2 separate regions of the Mus musculus genome follow, and region 1 is linked to region 2. A link is a contact called in public HiChIP or PLAC-seq data. All regions are on one chromosome and are shown on one strand. The core of a region is the stretch at or near the end of the contact, and the rest is flanking DNA. Distances in the headings are between cores, read along the strand shown.

Region 1 (5,320 bases), core at 25-2,524, 170 kb before region 2:
GGGGAAGATACCATACAATGGGAGAAACCAAAACAAACAAAAAGGAAACTATTGCAACAGTGTTCTGCAATCATTTGTAGAAGACAAAAGCAGAAGTGCTTCTTAACTCTATTTGGCAATGAACTTTTGCACACAACAACAACAAAAGCAGGAAATATTTTTAAAAAACATACCTGATCCATGACTGTTATGCAAAATATATAAATTACCCCTCAAACTCAAGAATAAATGTTAAAGTCTGTGAGGGTGCTCCCCAACTCCTGCCTCAGAAATTGTGTTTTAATGCAATTGTTTTTCAAACTTTAAGAATCAATATAATCTTATCAAAGATCCTTGGATGTGAATTAGTAAAAAGTGAGGCTCTTGGGGTAATTCAAATATAAGATCAGACCCTATTTTATTTTATTTTCCACTGTAAATGTTTTCACAATGATTCTTCCAAAAATAAACAAACAAAAAACTCAATTAAGATTTGTTTGTTTTTTTTCTTTTCTTCCAGTTTTCCAGAGTTCTGGGGTTTTTGTTTTTGTTTTTTTTGTTTTTGTTTTGTTTTTGTTTGTTTGTTTTGTTTTTGTTTTTGTTTTTTTGCCTGCATTGAATTTTCACTAGTTATATACCTAGTTGGCTATTACCAGGATCAGAAGGCGTTAAGTCTGGGAGATTTAATGTAATCTATAATTTCTAAAGCCAGGGGCAGCAGGACTCTTAATTCTTGGTCAGAGGAATCAGACCTGAGATATATCTGGCCTTGGGAAAACATGTGAATCCAATTAATTAGCTCATTAATTGGAGATTTCATGATTTCCATTAAAAAATGATTGCAAAAATCTAGCAAGTAAGAAACCCTTTCCTTATTAGTCTGGTTAGCAATTCTAATTCATCTTACAAAATACATGAGACCTCCATTCCTAGAGATATGTCTTTTCTGTCTTGAGGATTAGTTCCTTCACAAAAAGTTCTGAAGTAAGACTTTAAAGATATAACGATTTTTAAAAATTGAAATACAGCAGTTACTATTGACAACAACAGTGGCACATTCAGTGAATACCAGCAACATGTTAGTGTTGTGTTTTTATGTCTTCACTTGTCCTGAGATATTGTTCCCGCCCGCAGGAACTCACACGGGGCACAAGATCCTTCCGTAGCTAATCTTTATTACATGTTGATGAGAAAGACAAAGAAGGCTCAGAAACGTGTTGCTTAAATACCCCCTGGTGTGACGTGTCTATAACCGACTGGCAGCTTCACCCACGATCTCCTATGCCCCTGGATGGGCTAGTGACTTGGCAGGCTTTTGCTCCTTGCACATGCGCACATACCCCTTTCTTTGTTTAGGTGGCATAAGGCACTGCAGAGACAGCGCCATCTTATGATGGTAAATGTTATTGCGGCTCTCCAATTTCACTAGCTTGGATATTTTCAATCATTTGGTAAATTAACTATGAAATGAGATTTTGTTTTCCTGTTAAATTTATAAAATTCTAATACACTTAAATTTTTGTTTTTTTACTGTGTATGTATACACATATGCACAGGCACATACATATTCACAAGTGCAAGCCATGACAAGCATGTAGATATCAGAAGACAACTTTCAGAGTCAATTCTCTTCTGACCTGTGGACTCTGGGGATGTAACTTAAGTGGACAGGTGCCTTCAACAGCAGAGCAATCGCTTAGAACCTGATGCTACTTTGTGAAATGCTCCTTCAATTGGCAATTTGTTTCTTGTTCACTTTCTCTATCTTGTGTAGTCAGTATTTCCTCAGTGTTGGGGTTCAGGAATCGGCACACAAACCATATGAACAGTGATCTCATGCAAAAATAATTCAATGCACACCCTAGTACTGGTCAAAACAGGGATATAGCTTAGAATTATCTGAACTATGACAGTGGATATCATTTTCTGTCTGCTTATAAAGGAAAAACTTCAATGAGCTTGTACACAGGTGCAGTAAGTGCTGCCAAGAGGTCAGCCCTGACTCAAGATATTTTAGACATAACAGTTAATATTTATCTTTGATTCAGTGGGTCCTGCATAAAGTTTTGTGGGATTTCTTAAGATTAGAAAACCTCATACAGGACATTCAGAAGAGACAGAACAAAACAGGGTATGTGGTCAGCATGTCCTTTCTCTGAGTCAAGTCACTTCTCTGTGTCAATGACTGGTAGGCCTGTTACAGCAACAATATGAAATAGCAGGCAGGCATGGAACAAAATGGCTACAGCTATTCTTGGGGGGTGGGGGTGCATCAGACCATAATGCTCATATAGTCCTATTTACCGAAGATATGTTTTTCTAGCCAGCATTTTTTATTTCCTTCTCCTTGTTATTCTTCCACCAAATCTGAATTATCCTTCCTCTTAAAATTGAATGAGCACAGTGGTTTCTGGCACAAACTTTGTGAGATTTTATTTGGGATCTCTGAAATGCATGTTTCAATAAAAAAGAAGAATAGAAAACATCAGAGTACACATCATATAATTTAAAATTTGAAAAGGATAGACTTAAAGTTTAGCTTAGGGCTCTACCCTGCATTTACTTGTTTTCTTTCTAAATTAAAGTTGATATGAGTTTTCTCTCAGTCATTGCTTTCCTTTTTTCCCTCTTCCCTTCCCTCTTTCCAGTGCTTTCCTTTCTGCCCCTCACCAGGAAAGAGGAAAAGAGGAGAGAGTAAGACGGGAGGTAAGAGGGAAGATTAGAACTGTAAGAAGTGGTGGCAGAGCAGGTGGGAGAGTGGAGAGTCAGGTATGAAAGACCAGAGTATCTACAGATGCCTTCTCTCATTGGGTGGGTTGTTTGTCTATTGATAGTAGAAGTCTTAAACTTGAGGTTCTAAAGATGGCTCAATGGTTAAGAGCACTGCTGCTCTTGCAGAGGACCTGGCTTCAATTCCCAGCCCTGACAAACTTCTGTAACTCATGTTCCAAGGGCCTGTAACATCATCTTGTGGCTTCTTTGAGCATCAATCATGCAGATGGTCCATATATGTGCAAACACACATGCATGTCAAAAACACATTTCTAAAAAAGTTTTAAGAAACTTCAATGAAATTTTCTCCTTTTCCTTCATTCATATGCTTTTGGTACTATATTAGAGAAACAGTAGCCAAATCTAATTTATGAAGTTCATTGTCTACTTTTTCTGGGAAAAAAATCATAATTTTAGGTCTTACAATTACATCTTTGATAAATTTATGATTAGTTTTTATGTGGTATAAGATAAAGCTCTAATTTTATTCTTTTGTGTGTTTTTGTAAGGCATGTTAGAAAGTATTGTTGTTTGTCATTTTAATGGTCTTGGCAGTATGTGTAGAAACCACTTTCCTGTGTGTGTAGGAATTTATTTCTAAGCTCTTTCAGGCTTCCAAGCTTTTGAGTTTGTATTCTTTCAGGACTTTATTATTATTATGATTCTATTCAATGTCCCTTAAGGGTCTGAATTGCTTTTGATGGGGGTCACACTACTTTACAGAATACTTTGTGTAGTGAGGCATCTTAATATTAAGTCTCCCAGGCCCTGGCCATTGACATCAGCTTTTTAATTAGTGTCTTCTTTGATTTCCTTCAACAACATTCTGCGGTTTTAAAAGCAGTAGATAAGGTTATTATCTTTTAATGTTATCATGGTAGAATTATTTGCCTAAGTTTTGTTTAGATTGTTCATTGTGAATGTACAGAAACGTATGTACTTATGTATGTTAATTTTGAGGCCTCCTGTTTTACTCAAATCATTTCTAAGTTTCCCTCCACTTAAAATATGTCCTTTAGTGGTTTGCTCTTTCAGGGAATAAATAATAAGTCCCAGATTTCTGATTCCAAGACAACCTTCATATGCTATATGCATGTGTGTACATGTGTGCAGGTGTGTAGGTTTGTGTATTTTATTCATTGTATAGAGAGAGACCAGAGCAGGTCAGCCAGCATCTTCCTCTAATGCTCTCAGTGCTACTCCTTTGAGACAGCAACTCTTAGTGAGCTCAGTTTATAATGCTATGCTGGCAGCCAGCAAGCCGCAGAGATCTTTCTGACTTTTCCCTGTCTGCCCCAGCACTGGTTTCCTCTATTGATTTTGCCATTTCTTCTATTCATTAACCTAACACGTTCCTAAAATATAGTCCCTAAACTCACAGCATTGGAACTGCCAGTGAGCTTGTTAGAAATAAAAGTTTTCAGGCCCTCCGTGATCCTCCTGAATCCCAAATTCAAATTTGGAGTCCAGTAGTCTAGCGTATATTTTAACATGAAGTCATACAGATGATTCTGAAATATACTGACATTTGGTATTCCTTTTTCCACGTGTTTGCCTCATGAATATCTCTCTATGCTGCAGTGTTGACTGGACTCCTCTTGTGCAGGTCTTATGCTAGCAACCCTAGCTTCTATAAGTTCATAACTACAATGATCCTGTCATGTCCAGAAGACATTATTCACAGCAATCGTTCCTTCCCCTCTCTGGCTCTTAGAATCTTTGTGTCCACTCTTTAGCAATATTCCTGAGCCTTGGGAGTGAGTAGGTATGATACTGATGTTGAATTTAGTACTGAGCCACAGTGCTTTGTGCTCTGTGTTAACAGCCAATCACACCTTATAGGAGTGATGAAGGTTAAGAGTTGCCCAAGTCTCTAGGTATAAGGCTAACAGTTTAGAAGCCAGCTCGATATTGTGTGTTCTAGCAAACTAATAGTAGTAGGCTTCTGGCGTTCCCACTGGCTCTTGGGGAGTGTGTTGGTTAGCTTTCTGAAAATTTGTCAAGATTTAGAATCATTGAGGAAGGTGAATCTCAGTTGAGAAAATGCCTCTGTGAGATTGACCTATAGGCAAATGTTTGGAGCATTTTCTTGATTAGTGACTGATATGGGGTGTGTCTCCTCTGTGCAGGTGGTACCAAGTCATATAAGAAAGAAAACTGAGCAGGCCATGGGAATTAAGCCAGCAAGCAGCAGTCTTTCATGTCCTCAGTTCAGTTCTTCCTGCACTTTCCTGCCTTGAATCCCTCCCTTGACTTCCCTTTATGGTGGCCTTTAAGATGTAAGAGGAAATCAGCCCTTTCTTTGCTTAGGTTGGTTTGGAACATGGTCTTTATCACAGCAATATAAAGCAATCTAGAAAACCCAAGTTTACAGTACCAGACATGAGTTGGTTACCCCCATAACATTCATGCTATTATTATACAAGAGGACATATCTTGTCCTACTGGACATTATTGTAGTTTACAGGGTTCACAACTAGGTTAGAGCATTGATGACTTCTCTTAACCAGCAGCCTACAGTGTACCTCGAGGCACTATAGAAGCTAGCCTTCAAGGAGGAGCCTTCTAG
Region 2 (4,919 bases), core at 697-3,196:
GTCTGAAAGGCAGGCCCTTGGCCCACGTTATTAGCCACAGGTAAGAAAATGTACTTTCTACTTCCACTCACTCTGCCACTTCTGGTTCAAACTCCTGACAATGGGTCCTCATAAACCACTCATTCTCCAATACCTTCTTTTTAAAAACTGCAAACTAAAATCCTATAAAAACTGGGAACATGGGCGGTTGTGGCACACGCCTCTAATCCCAGCACTTGGGAGGCAGAGGCAGGTGGATTTCTGAGTTCGAGGCCAGCCTGGTCTACAAAGTGAGTTCCAGGACAGCCAGGGCTACACAGAGAAACCCTGTCTCGAAAAACAAAAAAAAAAAAAAAACAAAAACAAAAACAAAACAAAACAAAACAAAACAAAAAGCAAGCAAGCAAACTCAGGCCCAGGGTTAAACCTTCCTAAGACAGAATGTGTGAACCCTAGTAGAGGAAAGGGAAGGGAACTAAGGCCACTTAGGACCAAGAATATCACTTGCTTATTAGGTTAGGGTGAAAGTCTAGCTATATAAGTACATCCAGGACCTCAAAATCAAAACACAACAACAACAAAAAAAATCACTGTAAATTTAGATCGATGAGCAATCTCAACTATTAGAGTTGTGCTGGCCCAGTTTCCCCTCCATGGTTGACTATACCCTCACGCTTTGAACGTAAACAAACCTTTCCTAAAACAGAAAAAAACCTGGCACAGCTCCTTCCGGTAGCATTAGCATAACTTGAAGATACCCTGCAATTGAGTTTCCAATCCTAAATTCCTACAGAGACCCTGAGGCATTACCAGAAGACATGCACAAAGGTGCTTACAAGAGCAAGCTGAAGGCAGAGCTCAAATGTCCGCCAACGACGGAATTTAAATATTACACAGCATCGTAAAGAATCAGAAGCTAAAGACACAGACAACATACATAGAGTACACAGCTCCATTCATTCTCCTATGATTCAAAAGGAGACAAAAATCGAAGCGTTTTGTTAAAAATCATAATAGCTGTAGATAGGTGACAGAAAGCTCGAACGAATTACTCCGGGTACCAGAAAGGAAGCTATATAGCATCTGTGATTGGCACATGGATAACTTGAGGAAGATGGTCTACTCATCCTGTCAATTCCTCAAGCGTTGGTTTGAAGCTTTTACCGGTGTCTATAGTCCCTGCCGTATTTTACGTACTTAGTTTTTAAAAGAAAAAAATTTTTCTTTTTAAATTGAAGGTAGGTAAAAACCAAACTCTCATCAAAACGGAAAGAAGCAATCAAACTAGAGCAGCCAAAAATCAAACTAGGGGTTAGAGCTAAAGACTGAGAGCTGTGTCATTTAGCAACTTAATAATCAGATAAAAGTTCTGACAAAACTTCCCATTGAGCTCCGTCCCCACCTTTCCCCGTCCGCCTCCCTCATCACCATCGGCGCTCGCAGGACACGAAGATTCTCCCACCTGATCCTGATCCGCATCCTCTCAACCTCCCCTCCCCAAAGCTCAAGGCAGAACTGCCGCGCCTTCCACAATCTCTGAGTCCTCACACTTTTACCGGGGACAGAAGGCGCATCGGGTACACTTGCCAGGGACGGTCGCTGGCAAAAACACTGCGTTAGCTGCACGTGGCCGGCGCAGCCATCAACACCCGCAACCCTCGGCTACCCCGGCTACCGCAGGCACTGCACAGCCTAAAAGAGGCTCAACCCAAGTGCGCGGCCAAAGAAAGAGACAAAGATGCTTCGAGATCCGCCAGCTCCGGGCTTCGGGTCTCGCACTGCCTCACCTTGGGTCTCACGCTTCTGTTTCTGCGGCTGAGAGTCACGTTTTTGAGCTTCTTTGGCAGGCGCCTCCGCAGAAGTTGCCATCGCAAAACTGCTTCCGGCGGCCCCGGAAGTGGAACTGTTCTTTAAGATCCCGCCGGCTACAATGTGTAAAAGGCAAAACGAGTTCCGGATAATCCCTATGAGACCTGCGTGGTCTCTGCTCTGACGAACAGGAAGCCGATGGGGCGGGGACGGGGGGGAGCGTGACACTTCCTTCCCAGGATGCATTGCAACCTCGGTGTTGCACGCTGGGAATGGTAGTTTTCTTGTATCAAGCTCTAAATTGTAGCTACTTGTATAGCCCTGTGGGAACTTCTTTTTTGAGAGGGGAAGGGAAGGAAAGGGAGAGAAAGGGAGCGAAGGAGAGGAGAGAGAAGAGAGGTGGGTGAGGGTGAGGGAGAGAAGGGAGGGGAAATTATTAAAATTCTTATTTGAGGGGGATTAGAAATCTAATGAAAATGGCGAATTGTATCAAAAATCTACCCAAACTTTGCTACCACTCTTTAGCCCATTTGAAAACCTACCATGAGTTTTGCATTTTAAATCTCTCAACTTCCAGATTGGTTTTAAAAGACTTTTCTGTTCTATTTTTATTTATTTGTTTGCTTGCTTGTTTTGTTTATTTTGGGTTTATGAATCGAGGCCACTGTGTATCCTTCACTAGCCTGGAACATGCTATGTAGACCTGGCTGGCCTCAACGTCATAGTGATCTTCCTGCTTATGACTCCAGAATCTGGGATTAAAGGTGTGTACCACCACACCGGTCTTCAGCATTCAAATGTTTGGGGTTTTTTGGTGGGGGCTGGAGGGAGCTATTACCAAAACTTTATTGTTTATTATTCTTACATCATAGCTTTAAAAGGCTTAGAATATAGTCAGTAAAAACAGCAAAAAAATATTAGCACAAAAATATATTCACTAAATTAGATGCTAAGATGTGAAGAGATGTAACCAGGGTCTGAAAACACACTAGGACCTCTCCTTCTGGACCATGCTCTCCCCAACCTCCAGGAAATATTTAATAAGCACATGGGTCAATAAGCCAGATAAAGGAAAGAGGAGTACCCGCATATGCCTAGTAAAACTGAGAACAATACTTCAGGTGCTTAGATCGGTGGTTTTCAACCTGTGGATTGTGACTCCTTAGAGGGTCAAACTACCTTTCACAGGGGTCGTCTAAGACCATCAGAACGCACATGTATATAGACATTATAATTCATAACAGTAGCAAAGTTGGACGTAATAACGAAATGATTTTGTGGTTCAGGGATCACAGAAACATGCAGAACTATACTGAAGAGTTGCAGCATTAGGAAGGTTGGTAACCACTGGATTCGACTATGTTTTGAACAAATTTTAAGGGAAATTCTCTGTATGCAAACTGATGCCTCATAATGGTGCACCCATTCCAGTCTCTTTGAGAATCAAATGTAGTTAGTATTATGTTTGAATGGTTATGAGCTTCGAGCTTCTTTCAAAGAGTGCTTTTCACACATGGGTGTGTGGGTCTGGGTTCCTTTCACTGGAAAGAGGCTGTTGGCCTCACTTCAACTTCTTCCAAGCCCTTGTTATTTTTTTTAAGTTGACAGCATAATAGTATTTCAATAAATACTAAAAAGTCTTCTAAAATCAAGATGAGAAGATGGGAAATTCAACACAACTATCAGGTTGGGGGGCACCCACATGTTCTGAATAAATTTCATCTAGATTTTAATGAGTCTGTTACTCATTGATCATAAAGTATTTAAATCAATAATTTAAAAGGGAAGAGGCTATGGGACTTTATTGTAATTTGTTGTGCTGTGTTCGGTTGATATCCCTGGGAGGCTTTTCATTTGTTTGTTTTAAGAGAAACAGAGGAGGAGTGGATCTGGGGAAGAAGAGAGAGGGGACTAGGAGGGGTGGAGGTAGGGGAAACTGGTTGGAATATAATGTATGTAAAGAATGAAAATAAAAGGTAAAATGCTCTGCTGACTACAGTAGTCAACAGTCCCAGTACTTGACAGGTTGAGGCAGGAGGAGTGCCTCAAATCTGAGGCCAACCTGATCTACATAATGACCTTCAGCTCAGCCTGTTTCAAAAACACCAAACAAGCACTCATAGGAAGCCAATGTCTTAAGAAATCACTTAACAAAATTAAAGGATATAAAATCTGAGAAAATATTTGCAACACACTGATTTGACTAGTACTACTGGTTTGAAAAGGAAAACAGGCCGGGCAGTGGTGGCGCATGCCTTAAATCCCAGCACTTGAGAGGCAGAGGCAAGCGGATTTCTGAGTTCAAGGCCAGCCTGGTTTACACAGTGAGTTCCAGAACAGCCAGGGATATACATAGAAACCATGTCTCAAAAAAAAAAAAAAAGAAAGAAAGAAAAGAGAGAGAGAGAGGGAGGGAGGGAAGAAGGAAGGAAGGAAGGAAGGAAGGAAGGAAGGAAGGAAGGAAGGAAGGAAGGAAAGGGAAAACAGTATAGACCAACAGAAAAATTATTAATGGGCAACTTAACTGGGCCAAAGTGCCCATATATTTAGTCATATACTATTCTACATGTTTCTATAAGTGTATCTTTGGATGAAGTTTACATTTATAGCAGTGTGTAGGGCTCACACAAGTTGAAGATTGAACAGAAAAAGAAAACCAACTACTCTCCAGCAAGAACAGATTCTGCAGCAATAAACCCTCAAGTGTGAATTCCATGTGGCTTTCCCAGGATCAGCCGCCATCTTACCATAACCATTATTAGGTGAGTGGCTTTTTCATGTATGATTCTTAGCCTCACTCCTGCTACAAAGTGTTCAGACTTCACAATAAAAAAAAAAATCACTTCTTGCCTACCAGATTAGCAAGAAGAGAGAAGACAGAGAGAATTAATTCTGGTAGAAGAGACTATTTACAAACACTTCCAGTGGAAATGTACACAATTGCTGGCATTTTGCAAAACAATCTAGCAGTATAAAGCAAGCGTTCACATCTGTCCCATTAATCTCCCAGGGAAAGTACAAAGAGAAGCAAGTACATAAAAGGAAGAAATTGTATTCAATTATCGGCCCAGTTTACCGAGTACTTGGGAAAGGCCCAAGAATTTGCACGCCCATAGACAAATAACTATTTA

What was found. HiChIP or PLAC-seq counts read pairs in DNA pulled down with a chosen protein or histone mark.
Region 1: an H3K4me3 HiChIP or PLAC-seq map of bone marrow-derived macrophages shows a contact between it and region 2, with 3 times the contacts expected there. The contact joins the enhancer-like site here to the promoter of Krr1 in region 2. A contact is called at or near these places in 2 of 39 promoter capture datasets (3T3-L1-derived adipocytes and neutrophils), 1 of 15 datasets of contacts at CTCF or cohesin (the NIH/3T3 cell line), 4 of 484 Hi-C or Micro-C datasets (bone marrow-derived macrophages, erythroblasts, myeloid progenitors and 1 more), 5 of 115 datasets of contacts at active chromatin or transcription factors (bone marrow-derived macrophages, large pre-B cells, microglia and 1 more) and 2 of 9 other capture datasets (adipose tissue and liver).

Annotation. Positions count from the first base shown.
Region 1 is chr10:112,134,740-112,140,059 of GRCm38.p6, reverse strand. No RefSeq gene overlaps it. Among named protein-coding and RNA genes, the nearest start is that of Glipr1l3, 23 kb to the left of the region's middle. Within about 2 kb of position 1,274, at least 84 of the 459 cell types and tissues checked have an H3K27ac peak or open chromatin away from gene starts, as enhancers often do. A contact at or near this core is called in adipose tissue, bone marrow-derived macrophages, erythroblasts and 1 more, where this site is marked.
Region 2 is chr10:111,969,722-111,974,640 of GRCm38.p6, reverse strand. Krr1 (KRR1, small subunit (SSU) processome component, homolog (yeast)) reads right to left here and starts at 1,946. Exons shown (of 10, transcript NM_178610.4): 1 at 1,767-1,946. The coding sequence starts at 1,848.